2 separate regions of the Gossypium arboreum genome follow, and region 1 is linked to region 2. A link is a contact called in public Hi-C data. All regions are on one chromosome and are shown on one strand. The core of a region is the stretch at or near the end of the contact, and the rest is flanking DNA. Distances in the headings are between cores, read along the strand shown.

The links. A called contact is a pair of places that touch in the nucleus more often than the background predicts.
Region 1: a Hi-C map of leaf shows a contact between it and region 2, with 2.6 times the contacts expected there. The contact joins the promoter of LOC108469421 here to the promoter of LOC108467716 in region 2. A contact is called at or near these places in 2 of 5 Hi-C or Micro-C datasets (both in leaf).

What each region holds. Positions count from the first base shown.
Region 1 is chr8:132,937,198-132,940,602 of ASM2569848v2, forward strand. LOC108469421 (acyl-CoA--sterol O-acyltransferase 1-like) reads left to right here and starts at 1,805. Exons shown (of 1, transcript XM_017770306.2): 1 at 1,805-3,166. The coding sequence starts at 1,943. The coding sequence ends at 2,995.
Region 2 is chr8:132,808,192-132,811,601 of ASM2569848v2, forward strand. LOC108467716 (ATP synthase subunit delta', mitochondrial-like) reads right to left here and starts at 1,543. Exons shown (of 2, transcript XM_017768461.2): 1 at 1,132-1,543. The coding sequence starts at 1,389. LOC108467860 (40S ribosomal protein S11) reads left to right here and starts at 2,345. Exons shown (of 6, transcript XM_017768673.2): 1 at 2,345-2,459; 2 at 2,545-2,585; 3 at 2,668-2,768; 4 at 3,309-3,410. The coding sequence starts at 2,448.

The sequences.
Region 1 (3,405 bases), core at 555-3,054, 130 kb after region 2:
TCAGTAATTATCTGTAATATATTAATTAATATTTTATTCACATATGTCTAAAAAGGTTAAATAACGTTCGACCACTCACTGTGAACGCCTATTAGTGAAGAATGTTGCTAATTCCACTATGACAAGGGTTTTATTTTATATGCACATATATAGTTCACATGGTGGAGACAATACTATATGGAGCTATCATTTAGCTTGCATAATATCGTTTCTATGCTCAAGACTCACATAAGGAGATCACATATACTAGGGTTTGCCCAACAACTAGCGAAAATACTCTGGTTGATATATATTAGAGCTAGGGAGCTCATGATCATGCAAACATGTTTGTGCATTTAAGAGTTGTATTAAGTTAGGTGTATATGTACACATAGTTCGTAAATATATATACATAGAGCTAGCCAATATGTGAAGCTCACACAATATACATATACTCATACCTTATTTAGTGTGACTACACAACACTTATGGTGCTACCAAATAAAGAAAGAGGAAAAGAAACTATCCTACTTTAGATCTAGATTCATTGTGAATTGACACGAGTGATCACAGCATTTGGGAGGGCTTTCATTGGGAAGTTCCATTTCGACTGATTCTAGAGGTTGGGAGTTAGTTTATGTTCATCGCACCAACTATTGATATAAGATTTGGGTTTAGAGATTTAAGGACGACTTACTTTTCATGGGCGGAGAGCAAGGTTTTCATAATTGGAGTGGTCGTCAAACTTGTTAGACCACCGATTCTTAGTCCAATTGTTTGATTATTTTAACCAGTTTATTTGATTCAATTAAATAGCTTATTAAAAAATCATAATCGAACTGGTGGTCAAATCACCAATTCTCAATCTAATTTGTTTGACCATGTTGTCTGGTTCAATTAAATAAATTATTAAAAAAAATCATAAAAAAGATAAATATGGTTCAACTGATTTTTTAGCTCGATTCAATCGTTTCGCAAATCAACCAATCCAAACCTCTATTTCCAGATTGATACCTCGACTGATTCTCGATCTAGCTAGCTGATCCAGTTCTGAAAATAATGATAGAGAGCTGTAAGTGGTCGAGTATGGTGATAGAGAGGAGAAAAGAGAAAGTATCAGTCAAGATAAAGAAAGACTATAGTAAGTGTCTTGATCAAACTATCTTTGTCAAGTATGATCCCTCGACATGAGCTCGCTTTACTGTGGAATTTCGAGGTAGACATTCCATGATCTTGGTTGGTGAGATCTAGTCTTAATTTTTGGTCTTAGCTTGTAAGTGGTTTGACAAGGTAGCAGGATCGCGAGCTTTAATTGACGAAAGTTGTTGGTGAGTTCCAGAGGTGGTTTGGCGAGGTCCAACGAGATGAAAGGATAGTGAGATGATATCGCCAAGTACCGTTGATGGGATCGTCTAATATGAGTACAACAATATGAACAAAATTGGTTAGATGATAATGATAGTATTGACATTGTTTAAAACTTATGACTTTGTCTTTTCTAAGACAAAACAAACCCTACCTTTCGTATTAGAGATGGTTGTGATGTTGAGTCAAATATATATGAAGTCGACAGATGTTGAGTCTTGTGGTGGTGTGCGTCATGGATATGGTTTGTTCTTAATAATTTTTATCTAAAAAAAGAAAAAAAAAAAAAATAAAATTCAAGTCAACCGGCTGCATCATGCATAAATTATTCTTTTATGTTTTCCATCCTAATCAATGTGGAGGATGAAAAATAAAATTCCTTTTTTTCCAAAGAGAAATTTCTACTTACCTAACCCAGCAGTGTATAACATATTTAATTTTAGCCGAGGCATCAGATCTAACCAATAAAAATAAATAATCGAACTCTGCTCATCTGCTATCTAGGTATACTTGAAACATCTAGCAAGTCAACTTCACATATTTCACTCCATATTTCCCAATACAACAAGTGGATTAAAGCAATACATAGAGAAGAAATATGTTGGGAGAGGAGATGAACAGCTTCATCAAGGTATGGTTAGCAGTTTTCACATCTCTAAGTTATTGCCATGCCATGGGTAAGATGGTTCCAAAAGGTCCCAAAAGACTCATTTTCCTACTCCCCATTGTCTGCCTATTTCTCTACCTCCCTCTCAATCTATACTCGCCCCATTTTGGGGGTCTAACAGCCTTTTTCATTGCTTGGCTTGGTAACTTCAAGCTCTTATTATTTGCTTTCGACAAGGGTCCTTTAAACACACGTATTTCTCTCCCACTTTTTATGGCTCTGGCTTGCCTACCTATCAAGATTCAACAAGATCCAATTAAGGAAAACCCATCATCAAAATCACTAGGAAAATTTACTGTCAACTATGTTATTAAGGGTTTGCTTTTGGCCATTATACTATGGTCCTATAACTTCATTGAATACATACATCCCAATATTATCAAGCTCCTCTACGCTTTGCACATATATTTCTTCCTTGAAATCTTCTTGGCTATAGGGGCAGCCATGGTTCGATCCTTTTATGGGGTGGAGCTGGAGCCACAGTTCAATGAACCCTTCCTTTCAACTTCACTCCAAGACTTTTGGGGCAAAAGGTGGAACCTCATGGTGGCTAGTATCATGCGCCCTACCGTATACGAACCTACCCTAAGATTTTCGTCAGCTGTGATTGGCAGAAAGTGGGCCCCGGTACCGTCGGTTTTGTCAACGTTTGTAGTATCGGGTGTGATGCACGAGCTAGTGTTTTACTACCTGAGGCGCGTGAATCCCACAGGGGAAGTGACCTGGTTTTTTATTTTCCATGGAATTTGTTTAACACTTGAGATTGGTTTGAAGAAGGCATTAAGTGGGAAGTGTCGGTTACCGTGGATAGTAACGGGACCGTTGACAGTTGGGTTCGTGTTGGGCACGGGCATTTGGCTGTTCATTCCACAGTTCACGCGATCAAAGTTGGATGTTAGAGCGTTTGAAGAGTACGCTGAAATTGGAGCGTTGTTGAAAAGTTCTTGTGAAAAAGTCTTAAACCACATCTTTTATCACTTCTGATATCCAAAGATTAGCCCTCCACATTGTTGGTCTTACAATTTTAATATTTCTATTTCTATTATTATTTTATACAAATGATATTTAAGATTATAATATATTATTTTTAATTGTATTTATACATTTTAAAAAAATCAAGTTTCTAATAATTTATTTTTATGTATTCAATAATAAATAATAATAAGTTTTAACCTCAAGTTGGGTGTTTGTTTGGTCTGACTTTTGTTAAGGGAGTAATATATGCTTGATATAAGAATAATGTAAAGCTTGGATTTTGAATCATGTTTAAAATTATAAATATATATATATATTGATAATAAAACTTTGACTAATTCATAAAAGGGTAATTGAAATAGTAAAATTGAGATTTTGATATTGATGTTTATCTCAAATTTAAGTTTCATCTTTTGTAG
Region 2 (3,410 bases), core at 293-2,792:
ATGTTTAAAATACAGTATCTTTCAATCACAGCAAGGATTTAAAAACTTGATCAAATATCAGCATGGTCACCATTCTTGATGGAACATAAATAAGTGACAGATTCACTATTGGTTTGGCTGTTAGGGTGCAATCTTTTTGAGTTGCACACCTCCACTTTCTCAAAATCAATCTGTAATCATAAGGCTGAAAATAACTATCTTTGTACAACTTATAAGGGGTTCCATTCAATGGCAGAATGTCTTGACAAAACAAAAAAACTAAAATCAGAAATCCGTAACATATTTAGGAATATTAAGGAACTAATATGTTAACAAATAGGCATCATTCTAATAACATTGCACCAAATACTGGATCTTTTTATTGTTGTTGCCTCAGAATTACTTACAATTATCTGGCTAAAGTAAATCCAGCTTTAAAAAGTCCAAACAAAATACGCTGTTTATACTTAAGGACAAAGTTACGAAATGCAGTTCATAAGTACAAAGCAGATGTCAATCAAAACACAACCCCTCACTCTCTTTGTAACGGCCATTATCAACATTACCACATTTTCTAATAACCATTTTTAATGAAGTTACAACTGAACAAGCATGTTATACGACTTTAACTCCTACATCTAAAAGGGGTAGTTAAAGTGGCTTGGACAACCAAGACTTGACATATACTAAAAACCCATTTAAAAGTTTTTTTTTTTTGGGACAAATGGTGCACTGGTGCAAGGTATGAGGCATCCAGAAATGACTTTCTGGAAAGTCTAGCATCCATCATCAGCCAAGGGAATGTGAAGAAGACCGTGAAGTTAAAAAGTTGGAGAATAATAAACTCTAAATTGAGAGCAATACTGCAACAACTTTAGGTTCAGAAATATGTAACCAATGTAAGGAATAGAGATGCATTGCATGGTTTCATCATCACTAATATATACCTATAGGAGCTTTATAAGGTAAAATATTCAAAATTGGGTTTATCACCACTGGCATTCTGTTGACCCCAAAAACAAAAAAAAAAAATAGCCTTAGCCTAGCAGCATTTTCTATGTCCAACCTTACTAACCTTCAGCATTAAAGACAAATTGAAAATGCCCTAACTAGAAATCAGAACGATTGGAAATAAAGGAACCGAAATGTTACCTCTTTGGTGGACAACTCAGAAGCATAAGGAAGAACGAAATTGACAGTGAGTTTGGGAGGAATGGAGGAAGGGGTAGGCGGGCGAGGGTGCATGAAAGATAGAGGGGTCTTAGGAGGATCCATGTTGGGCATGACTTTGTTCCAGGCCTCCATGAAGGTGGCATCGGCAGTGTGAGCGGCGGGCAGATCGGTGGAAAAGGATCGAGCCCTTGCAGCTGCTATGGGTCGGGGCAAGAGCCCCAATGCTCGACGCAGCATTCTGGGAGGGGTCGCTCGGCTCTCGCAAGGTCGGAGACTGGGAGTGTGAGGGTCTTTCACTCTCTTTATTCACTCTTTTCTCTAACACAGTATTGTGATGTGATCTGAAAAATGGAGAGCAGAATCTCAATTCCACTCCGCTCAAATATCCCCCTTTTGGACTTATTGATTCTGGGCTTATAGGAACCCTCAGCCCAAATATTTGGGCTTTATATATTTTATTCCATGGACCGTCACTATTTACTCAAATTTATATATATTTATCCCACGTACTGTTTTTTTTTTTTTTGACATATTAAAAAAAAAAGAATCAATAAAAGTGTGATCTGTTTCTTTTTAAATATGTTATAACCAAACATGTAAATCGACAATTACATACGTGTTTAGGAATTAATATTCGGTTTAATATGTAAATTTATCGGTAAATAAATGAAAAAATTTATTGATATATATCGATACTTTAAAATTTTATTTAGAAAATTTTAAAGTTTGAGATCAATTTAAATTCTTTATCCTAATTTAAATATGATTAGTGTGAATAATTTGATAATTTTTCTGGAAATTTAATCCTTGAACTTGACATTTAGGGCCACTTTGATATCAATATCCTCTTGAACTTGGAAAATATAAATAATTTGACGATGTGACATTTTAATACAGTACTATATTATTACTTAAAAAATTTAATAACATTTTTTTTTTAAAAAAATTTAAGAGATGACATGGCACAATCTCGTACTGCCACATCATCAATTCTTGAAAAAATCCAAGTTGGATTGAATTGCAAGACTAAAAAGTTGTATTGGCTCATTAAGAAATAAAGGTAAAGACAAGATTGATGGATTCCTTATAGTTCCCCAAGTGGGCTGAAAATAGGCAACCCACACGATGACTATTTGTAACTCGACCCAATAATAGCCCATAAGCAGAGAACTGAAATTTGCAAATGAAAGCCCATATGCATATATAAAGTGGACGGTTGCGTTGCAGCCTCCTGCCATTAGGGTTTTTGTGCTGTGTCTTTGCAGAGTATCGGGTAGTCCTTTCAATCCTCAGCCATGGCGGAACAGGTCCAGATTCCTCTTTCGCTGCCTTTTATCTGTCTCATTTTTATGTTTTGAAACTGCTTTGATCTTTCTTTTTATTGTATATTAGACGGAGAAAGCATTTCTCAAACAACCCAAGGTGTTTTTAAGGTGAACTAGCTTCTTCCATTGTTATATATGTTTTACTTTGTTGCTAATTCATCTTACTCAGACCTTCTAATACCTCTATCAGCTCTAAAAAAACTGGGAAAGGAAAGAGACCTGGAAAGGGCGGGAATCGCTTCTGGAAAAGCATTGGGTTAGGCTTTAAGACACCCAGAGAGGCCATTGAAGGTTTGCTTTGCTTTGCTCTTCCTTATCATTACTATTTTGCCTGCATATTGTTATTTGATTTGGCAATTAGAATATATTCTTCTTAGCCATGCTTCCTTGTGTTCATCACTGAATATGTGTAATGGGAATTACTTGTTCTCTGCTATATTTTTTATTGTTAAACTAGATAATCTAACTATGTTGTTCTTTTCGGAGATTTCGGGACAACATTCATCACCATTTTACTCTGTTTTCTGCTTGGAACTGTTTTAGGGCATTGATATAGTAGGTTTATTGCACTTCATGTTAGATGCTTTCTTTTGGGGTTTTGTCTGACCGATGTGATTACACTGTGGAGGCCATGTTTTTGGCTAACATGTTTCTGTGATCTTACCTTTACTCAAAACAGTTCATGTCATAGAACCATGGGGCATCCATAATTTTTATGGATGTCTAGCCATTTGTAGATTCATTTTCATCGTACTATTTCATGTCTGCTTCCCCTCACCCTTTCTACAATTGCATTTGTTGACACTTACATTGGATTTCAATGTTGTCCAGGAACATATATTGATAAGAAATGCCCATTTACTGGCACTGTTTCTATTAGAGGCCGTATCCTTGCCGGTACTTGCCATAGTGCAAAAATGGTAAGGACTATTA